3 separate regions of the Mus musculus genome follow, and all the other regions are linked to region 2. Evidence: chromatin contacts called from public HiChIP or PLAC-seq data. All regions are on one chromosome and are shown on one strand. Each heading gives the region's core, a stretch centred on a gene start, on an enhancer-like site or on the middle of the called end of the contact. The rest is flanking DNA. Distances are from core to core; before and after follow the strand shown. Region 1 overlaps Psmb7 (proteasome (prosome, macropain) subunit, beta type 7). Region 2 holds the start of Lhx2 (LIM homeobox protein 2). Region 3 overlaps Dennd1a (DENN/MADD domain containing 1A).

Region 1 (3,002 bases), core at 154-2,653, 260 kb after region 2:
AATGACTATTCATTTAGGTTCTGGGAGCAAAAGGCAACCCCATTCCCCCTCTTTGGGGTTAAAAACAAAACCCTAAGATGGTCTAAAGGAACATTAAAAGCCCTTTGAAAAGGAGGCAGACATTAAACATACATAGAAGTGGTGTATTCCAAAACACCCCAGCATATTGCAGGGGCAGACTCGCCAAATCAAGCCTCTGATTTCAAAATAAACATGTCCTTGAAAAATCTGGAAAGAGGGCCACATTTCACCAATGCTTTCATTAGTTCCCAGCTCACCAGGAGATTCAGGAGTCAAAGGAAAAAAACCCAAAAACCTCAGTTTCTGTTTCAAGGCATAAGTAGAAACCTAAATTCTCTAGGTCTCGCTAGGAAAAACCAAGCTGGTTTTGTGTGGAAAACAAAGGACAGCTGTCAGGAGGAAACAAGAAAATTGCAAATGAGGAAATCTCTGAAAAAAATTCTTCCAGATAGAAAACGTTCCTGCAGAGTGGCCAAAGGCAGGCTTGCCTTCCAATGTGTCCAAGATTATCTATCTTGAGGAAGAGCCCAAGGGTAAATGGGTTAACAGGCTCGAAATCCACATTTAAAAAGGATACAAAAAGACATGGTATTTACCCAAGAGCTAACAACTTTGTAGAGAATGGAAATGAATTACTGTTAAAGAAATAAACCAAGCTTGGCTTAAAGGCATTTTTCCTGGGGGTTGGGGGTGGGGGTGGGGGTGTCACACAAAACCGCCAGCCATTTTTTGTCTTCTGGCCCATCTCCCCTGGCACAGTCACAGTAAGTATCTTTACTCTATTCTCTCTCCCGGGCATGGATCTGCTTCTGTGCAGCTTCATTCAATATTTTAATGGAAAAAAAAGTTCCCCCCCAGCCAAACAATTCTTCCTTCATCAGAAGCTGCCTCCTGTGTGGCAGTAACACCACAGACATAACTTCTGTAAGTGGAAAAGATACATCAGAACCCCGAACTACTGGTTCAATAAGGGTCTGTTTTATGTTTGTTGGGGTCAGGAGGGCTCTCCACAGTGTAGAGGTGGTGGGTGAATACAGGAAAGACATGAACAAGGTATTTCTGCTTTCCTGTCTTCGCCTCCATCTTTGGCACACACAGTAGGAGACGTTCTCTGGAAAGAACCTCCTAAACTATGCTTGATTCTGCTCCCTCTGAAGCCAAAGACAAATAGGTTCCAAAAGAAATGTAAAGAGAAGGCGATTCAATCTCGAGAGAATTTCTACATCATCTGCAATTAGCTCCTACCCCAGCTCTCAGGAAAGGAGGGCTCTGGCGCCCCCCTGCATGAGACCACAGAAGTGCTAGGAAACGGCACAGTCCCTGTCAACAGGTTTTTGGCTGCACACATCTGCTACACAGAAAGTTTGGGTAATGATTCACACAGGAGTGCAACTGTCAAAGCCACAAGAGGGCAGAGTAAAATCAGCACAGAACTTCAAGGCAATGCAATGAGAGGCACAAGAAAAGAGGAACTGTTAATTTTTAAAAAAGGCATGAACATGATATCCCTAATGTTATTCCAACTCCCAGATCTTGACCCTAGCCCCAATCTAGATACAACAAATCATTAGACAAATGCCATACAGATACAGCCATCATGTGACCTACAAAATATTCGAACACCACATCCCACTTTCCCCATATGCCATTACTAGAAGCCCAGAGCATCCACTGCTTCAGCTCCTAGTCACCCCACCAGGCACCACCATACATAAAGCTAGGGCTAATTCTTTTGAAGAACCATTTGCACTATTTCCTATTCTAAAAACATGGATACCTCTGAGTTCCAAACTATCTGGTTCCTGATATGGAAATGGAGAGGAGACTGCTTTATACACAGCATGTGCAGTTAAGGAGGCAGATGCTAATGACACCTGCTTTCCATACGTGGCGCTCTGTGAATACAACACATACGTGGACAGTGCTCCATGAGCTCCCACCCTAGCAGTAAGGAGAGCACACCAGGGGAAGCAAACAGGACCCAAATGCTGAGCACCAATGCCACATGTAATGCCTATGTCACTAGTTCTTATAGCAACCCACTGTAGTGGTAACCATCTCACCCAGGATTATAGGTCCAACATGCACAGGGCAAAATTCCATCTCAGATGCTACCTTATGTGGCCTTCTCACATATATGTCTATATGTACACGACAGTTCAGAAAGGACACACAAGACTGGTCCATGTCTTACTACTACCCTCAGGCTCTCCCTTCACTTCCTCAATGCATACTTCTCATTCTACTATCACTTCCCAAACACCCATGCTATTTTCAGCCTTCTCGCCTTGGTATGTGGCAGTCCCTGGGCCCCTTGATGATTCACAGCACTCCTAATCACCTTCAAACCCCAGTTGAGAGGCCACTTCTTCCCAAGAGTCTTCATTGATTACCACCCACCCCATGAGAGCTTACCACTCTCCTCCAAGACCTGTCCACCTTCCACAGCTACAGACACACACCAAAGCTAGCATATAAGCACCAAACATCTCCATGTTGGAGTATACTGTGATGAAGAGAAAATGCAATTGGCCAGGAGCCAGGGAAACTGAACAGGTCCCAAGGAGTAACGATAGCAACCGACATCTTATGAGGTGTAAAAGAACATTTACTGCCTAGTGCCTAATTCACCACATCAGGATGAATAAAGGCAATCAGATATAACCTAAGTTGAATTTTCAAAAAGATGTCTTAAGGCAACAAAACTACATTCAGTTCCTGTCGTCATATGGCCAAGCCTCCCACTGCCACAGGGGTGGGTTCCTGCATTTTGCTAGTGAAGCTCCCCATCTCATCAGGAGTTTCCATGTAGTTGCTCCTTAGCAACCTCCACAAGTCTGCCTTTTTTGATCACCCACAGTGACTGAGTAACCACTGCTGCTTACAGAACAAAGCTCTTTAAAACAGAAAAGCAAGGAACAATTCAATGATTGGCAACCCTGGGAATGGCTCCATACATACTCACACCCTACCTTATCCCC
Region 2 (3,095 bases), core at 589-3,088:
GAAGATCAAGTAGGCTCGCCTTAGCACACAAGTGTTAGTCCTGGATGTTCAGATGCCTCCTCCGTATGATGCCCACCTGTATACCTCCTGTACTGTTGTGCTGGTTATTAACAAAGATAAAATTCGTGCTGGCTGTATTTTTGCCAAAAAGAGACGAGCATGAACATTTTCACACATGGGCACGAGCTTAGGCAACACCAGTGCAACACCTACTTGTGAGCAAAAGTTATGTACACTATGTAAAAAGTATGACTTCATGCTGCCTCAACTGTGTGTCCTGTGAGATAAACTACAGAGGTCCTGGCTTCCCTTTAATTGTGCCAGGCAAGCAGACATTTCAGACTTCATTTCTCCCCACTATCACATGGAAAGAAAGCAACTTGTAAAACGGACCTAGAAAGGAGTTTCAGTAACTGTCTTGCCCTTTTTCTTTTTCACCCCAAATCACATTTTCTTTTCTTTTTTTCTTCTTCCCGAATCCCTTCCTGTTCCACCAGACACCTAGCCATTGCCCCGGGTTCAGCCACGAGACTCAGGGCTGGCAGTTGGGATTTGCTGGGCAGGCCATGTTATTGTTAGTTCTTGTGCAACCAGGTGGCAGGGTGGGTCCAGAGTGGGAGAGCTAGTGGGATGGAGTACCCCATAGGAAGGAAGAGAATAGGCCTCTGGTCTTTAAGAACTGCCAAGTATATCCCGGAGTGAGAAGATCCAAATAGGAAAAGAAAAAGAGGGAGCGATTAAGAAATTCGCTGAGTGCCTACTATGCTCTATATATTTTCCACTCATTTCTTTCATCACACCCAAACACCTAAAAGGAGGGGGCCTTCTTGTTTCCCTTTGAGAAAGTCAAACATTGTAAAGGAGGTTGAGTCACTGTCTCCGGATCACACTGCACGTACATGGGAGAGAGCTATGGACTCCTTGTTTCTTTTTCTGAGTTCCTAAAGACATGCCTCCAGACTGCAGAGCTTTGGAGAAATCCAGGAGCTACACGCCTGGCAGTATAGTCCCTAGCTCACTTGAAGAGAGGATATGCTGGCCGGCCCGCTACCCTTGGGAGTCATTGCTCTGGTGGCACTTGCGCCTGGTCCCCGGGAGGGCTGCGCTGCTAAACGCAGCGCAGAGAGTAGCGCCCCAGACCGAAGCCCAGATGGGCGGGAAGCAGCCGAAGGCTCTTGAAACAGTACTCCTGGTCTGTCTTCTCTGCCCCTCCTCAACCCCAGGTTCCAGAGGCCAAGGGGGAGAATGGAGACTTCCTCAAGCATCCTTTGGCAGCGCTTTTTTAGGACAGAGACTCCAGGAAAGGTTTAATTTTTCTTCCTGAAGAAACACAGGAAACTGTTCGCAGCCTAGAAAACTCCAAACCCCGCGCTCTCCCTTCTCCCTCCCTTGCGCCTCCTCCTCCAGCCTCGCCCACCAGCTCCCACCACCTCCTCTCTCCGCTCCTCTCCTCCTCTAGCCTTTCCCCTCCCTTTGGGTCTCCCGCCTTCCCGGAGCACGCGCTGCCAAGGCCTGGGGCGGCGGGCGGCCAATGGCACGGCGGCAGGACGTGATGTCAGGCGCGGCTGTAGAAAAGGCGCGGAGGCTTGCGCTGGCGCGGACTGCAGAGCCGAGGCTGAGCTCGGCGCGCGCTTGGGTAGCGTTGCGCGCGGCTGGGCCCGCGGCCGTCGGCTCCTCCTCCCACTCTGCTCCTCCTCCTTTTTCCTCCTCCTCCACCTCCTCCGCCGCCGCCTCCTCCTCCTCTTCCTCCTCCTCCTCTTCAATTCTCCCAGTGGCTCGGCTCAGCTCGCAGGCTTCGCGGAGACCCCCTACTCCAGTTCGCCTTTGGTTGGGAACACACCCCGGGGGGAAGAGACGTGCAGGCATCTGGGCCGCCGCGGGCACCTAGCTGTTCCTGGGTGAACCCCGACTGCAGCCACCGCCGCCTGGGGCAGAGTTTGCGCCCCTGATTTGCGCCCTGGGCGCCAGAACCCAGCTAGCGATGCCTGCGGCGTGAAAGCGCCCACAGCGGGCGCCGACCTCTGCCCTGGTCTCCCGCCCCCACCTCACCCCCTGCCCTTGTGACCCTGGCTTCGGCGCCGCCGTCCAGGCGCCCCGCGATGTAGCTGCCCCCACGCCTCGGCGGGAGGCGTCCTGGCCCGCAGGCGCCCGCGGCCCGGAGCCCAGCCTGGGGGCGCAGCCGAGCTCGGGCGGGGCCGGGGCCGCGGTGGCGATGCACTGGGCCGGTTAACGCCGGGAGCGCCAGGCAGCTGAGGCGGGGGGCAAGCCCTTCCTCGGGGCAGCCGCATCCCCGGTCCCGCCGCGATGCTGTTCCACAGTCTGTCGGGCCCCGAGGTGCACGGGGTCATCGACGAGATGGACCGCAGGGCCAAGAGCGAGGCTCCGGCCATCAGCTCCGCCATCGACCGCGGCGACACGGAGACGGTAGGCGCGCGGCTGTGGAGTTGGGGCTGAGAGCTGGGACCTGGCGGGGCCAGCCAGCGCCTCTGTTCCCCGAACTTTAGGTAGAGTCCTCCGAGACGCACGGGACCAAGGCTGGGGAATCCTCGGACAGGGTGCAAGGCCCGGGGCACCAGACTCAGGGGAAACTCAGCTGCTAGAGAGGAGGAGGGAGTCAAGGTTGAAACCCAGATCTGGACTGCGAGGGTGGAGGAGAACGTTGTTCTAGAAGTGGAAGGGGAGTGGAAGTGGAGGCCACTCTCTTCTCTCCGCTCCCGGAGGCGCTCCGGTCCACAGACCTGACTCTCCACTACTTTGCTCCTGGTGCTGGCGCCGACGCCTCGGGAAAAGGGAGAACCGGTGGAAGCCCTAGCTGGTTTGAATCGCTTTCAGTCTTCTGGCAGTCTGGGATTCTCTCCTTAGCTCAGTTTCAGGGCCCTGCGACATCTGGGCCAGCACTTTCCGTTGATCGTGACCCGTGTTCCTAACTGGCTAGATTTGGCCAGGCAATGGTTCGGAGTTCAGTCACCGGCCTGGCTTCTGCGGAAGGAGACTCCATTAGGTTCTCTGTACCTGGCTCTGCTGTCCCGGCCCCAAATAGCCTCCCCCGGGGCCAGACTAGCAGACGCTGCCTAAGCAGCGGCTGCAGTGACCTT
Region 3 (2,994 bases), core at 401-2,900, 280 kb before region 2:
TTTCCCCATTCAGATCATCTGACTTTATGGCTGAAATTACAACTATAATATAATATAATGGTCCAGTGAGGTTCTAAGCCAGGCCCACCTTACTGAAGTTTTCATAGCCTAAGAGAGACATATTCTCTCTCTACAACTAGAACAAAAAACAGAAAAAAAGACAAAGGCAAGAAACAGTTCCATAAGAAGTTCTGTCCTACTTTTAGTAGTAACAAAACTAATTATCCCATGGAGATGCTACTTGACATCATTTTAGAAGAAGTGAAAGTTAATAGGGAAGGGAGACACTTATCAAGTGTTAGGTGCCTTGATATAGTACTTGTTGTAGCAGCTGTATGAGGACTGTCCTGTTTTACAGAAGATAAAACTGAGTCTCAGAAGCAGAATGACCTTTTTTTATGATGGTATGGCTATTAAAGCACAAAACTAGCCCAGTTTGTATTCTCAGTCCTATTTGCTCCATAAGAGTAGTGAAACTGAAATGAGACATGGAATTCTTATCTTGCAATTCTCACTGCAACACCCTGGTACAATCAAAGCTTGCCTCTAAAACTCTGAAGCTATAAAGTACCTTGAGCAACCCAACTTTGGCTACCTCCCAACAATTCAGTGTGTTTTCTTACTTTGCCAGCCCCAGGGATACCTGTCATGTCCCTACTCTTCCTTGCTTTAGGAATTAGAGTGCACATTATATTGGAGATGCGGGGGGTGGGGGGAGCACATCTTGGGGGAATTTCAAGTTTCCAGTGCCTGAAGTTGTGACCTAGATGTACATTTTCAAGAACTTAGTAGAAAGACCATAGCTTATGTCACAGGTTCTTAAGCTGTGTAGTCTTCTTAAATCTAATGCATGAAGCTCTGTGTGCATGCTGTGGTGACATTTAAGGAAGCATTAGATTAAACAAGGTACCCAGTTTCCATGAACAGCACTCATTTATTTCATCGGCACCCACATCTCTGCTTGAATGCTCTCTCATTCCATCGCAAATCTCTCTATAAAAGTGTCTAGCTGTCTCTTAAAGCCATTTATGTTCAATGCTTCAGTGCCTTTCCTTGGCGACTTTTTCCATATGCTTAACTTCTTTCAGAGAAACATTTCTGTCTCAATTCACAGAACAGCACACCAATCAGCATAAGCAGGCAGGCAGGTAAAGGGAGAAAAGAGAGGCAAGCATGAGGTGAAAAGGCAAAGTATGAAGGTAGCTAGCCCATTAAAACTAATGTTTTGGAAGGCAAAAAGCTTGGAGCCAAGAGAAAATGAATCTAGCACCTACCCCCAAGCAATCAGAGGGCTCTGAACTTGAATTTATAACTCAAACACTCTGGGCCATATGCAACTTGAGACGCACAACGGGTAGCACTACTGGGGATTTATGACTTATGACTTGTTCATATTTAATTTGTAACCAAACACTTCCCCTTCCTCTTAGCTACCTTAGAACTCTTGATTAACTCTTGTTTTCACAGGTCAGAGGTTAAATAAAGGAAGGGAAGCACTCTGGGGTGAGACTGCCCAGAGCACCACATCCAAGAGTGACCCTGTGCAAGAAACATTAAAATAAGTGATAAGGCCAGAGATTGCTCCAGACAGCTCATGTTCAAAGGCTCCTTTGGGTACAAGGCAGACCTGAGCAAGGAGAGTTGACAACAAAGTCAGACAGGAAGCTGGTCTGCTCTCAGTTACTTCTGGTGACTGCATGGCTCTCTCACTAAGACAGTTCTCATAGTGTTTCTGTAAGTAAAGCTGAAGGTTTTAAGGAAAGTAAAGGAAGAACCTGTGCAAGCCGGGTAAACTCTCTCTTGTTTCCCTAGGCCACAGCAATCCGTCCCATCCGTTAGACTGTGCTACTCAGAAGAAAACCTCTGCCTCTACCCAATTTCGTAGCAGCAATTCTGTGCTGGGCAGAGGAAAGCAGAATTCTCCACAGTAATCTTGAATAAGAAAACATAATCTGTCCAAGCATGACAAGATCCTAGCTCCAAGAACCTTTGCTGCTGTGCTGCTCAAGATACAGCAAAGCGATTAAAATATCATAAGGACTTCTGTTAATTTAGGGATTTACCAATGCCAGGAAATCATCTAGAATTTGACTCAGTGATTTCAAGTAGATGCCAGAAAATGGTTTAGGAAAGTAGAGCATAGAAAAGCTAGGTAACTTGCTGAAAGCACATGGCTTCAAAGATCAGGGTAACAACTTAGTCTCCATGAGTTGCTATTCCAACAGGTAGTCATTCTCCAAAGAAGTACTATAGTCAATTGTCCTCTGGACAGTTTACACACAGTACACTAACTCCATTAGTGTTTTTAAGCTGTTGGCAAAAATGGAACAAATTGTCTAGCAGCAATCTTTCATTCATTTCCTAACATAATTCAGGTTCCTGGGCAGAGGTGCTAAATGACCACTAAGGCTAAGTTTCTGCATGTGGAGCTATGGTAAAGTTAGGAATGTCCAAAAAGAGGCAAAAAGTGCAATACTTGGGGAAATCTAAGCAGCCACAGGGAGAAAGCCATACATCCTGTACCATAATTAAAAATAGCCACTTGGTGAAGCTGAACTTTCCTCTACTGCACACTTCAGCAGAACAGATGAACTCAGACCTGAACACCAGAGGAATTGGGAATCCAGGACATAGTGATCAGAAGTGCAATACCAGATTGCCATTAGTCACTTTCTGCTGCAACCATGACAGAAGCTCCACCACTCAGCCATCCTGATTTTTTTATGTTTAGGGATTGTTGTTTATTAGAAGCCAGGGGAAGACCTTTGCAATATTACAAAAGCCAAAAATTCACATTATAAAACCCTCTCAAGATATGACTATAATTACAAACTTTGAAAAAGAAACATTAAAAATCCAACTTTGGAAAAGGATACCCAGTCAGTAAAATTCTTGGCAGAAACCAGATCCTCTAATATAATTTCTTAAAGTCATACAGTAGGAAAGAGCAAGACAGTTGCCTTCTAATGAGTAACATGAGTAACTACAAAAATT

What was found. HiChIP or PLAC-seq counts read pairs in DNA pulled down with a chosen protein or histone mark.
Region 1: an H3K4me3 HiChIP or PLAC-seq map of forebrain shows a contact between it and region 2, with 2.9 times the contacts expected there. The contact joins the enhancer-like site here to the promoter of Lhx2 in region 2. A contact is called at or near these places in 1 of 39 promoter capture datasets (hippocampal neurons) and 7 of 115 datasets of contacts at active chromatin or transcription factors (astrocytes, embryonic basal ganglia, embryonic forebrain and 4 more).
Region 3: a contact with region 2 is called in an H3K4me3 HiChIP or PLAC-seq map of embryonic limb bud, with 3 times the contacts expected there. The contact joins the enhancer-like site here to the promoter of Lhx2 in region 2. A contact is called at or near these places in 10 of 39 promoter capture datasets (the 3T3-L1 cell line, the C10 cell line, cranial neural crest and 6 more), 1 of 484 Hi-C or Micro-C datasets (bone marrow-derived macrophages), 10 of 115 datasets of contacts at active chromatin or transcription factors (bone marrow-derived macrophages, embryonic forebrain, embryonic limb bud and 7 more) and 4 of 9 other capture datasets (adipose tissue, embryonic stem cells, liver and 1 more).

The regions. Positions count from the first base shown.
Region 1 is chr2:38,614,893-38,617,894 of GRCm38.p6, forward strand. All of the region lies in intron 5 of Psmb7 (proteasome (prosome, macropain) subunit, beta type 7), which reads right to left. Among named protein-coding and RNA genes, the nearest start is that of Psmb7, 28 kb to the right of the region's middle. Within about 2 kb of position 1,404, at least 42 of the 459 cell types and tissues checked have an H3K27ac peak or open chromatin away from gene starts, as enhancers often do. A contact at or near this core is called in astrocytes and forebrain, where this site is marked.
Region 2 is chr2:38,349,470-38,352,564 of GRCm38.p6, forward strand. It overlaps Lhx2 (LIM homeobox protein 2), which reads left to right and starts at 1,839. Exons shown (of 5, transcript NM_010710.4): 1 at 1,839-2,424. The coding sequence starts at 2,305. Gm27197 (a long non-coding RNA gene) reads right to left here and starts at 1,271. Exons shown (of 2, transcript XR_374289.3): 1 at 1-1,271.
Region 3 is chr2:38,066,876-38,069,869 of GRCm38.p6, forward strand. All of the region lies in intron 5 of Dennd1a (DENN/MADD domain containing 1A), which reads right to left. Among named protein-coding and RNA genes, the nearest start is that of Dennd1a, 220 kb to the right of the region's middle. Within about 2 kb of position 1,651, at least 23 of the 459 cell types and tissues checked have an H3K27ac peak or open chromatin away from gene starts, as enhancers often do. A contact at or near this core is called in embryonic limb bud, memory CD8 T cells and second pharyngeal arch cranial neural crest, where this site is marked.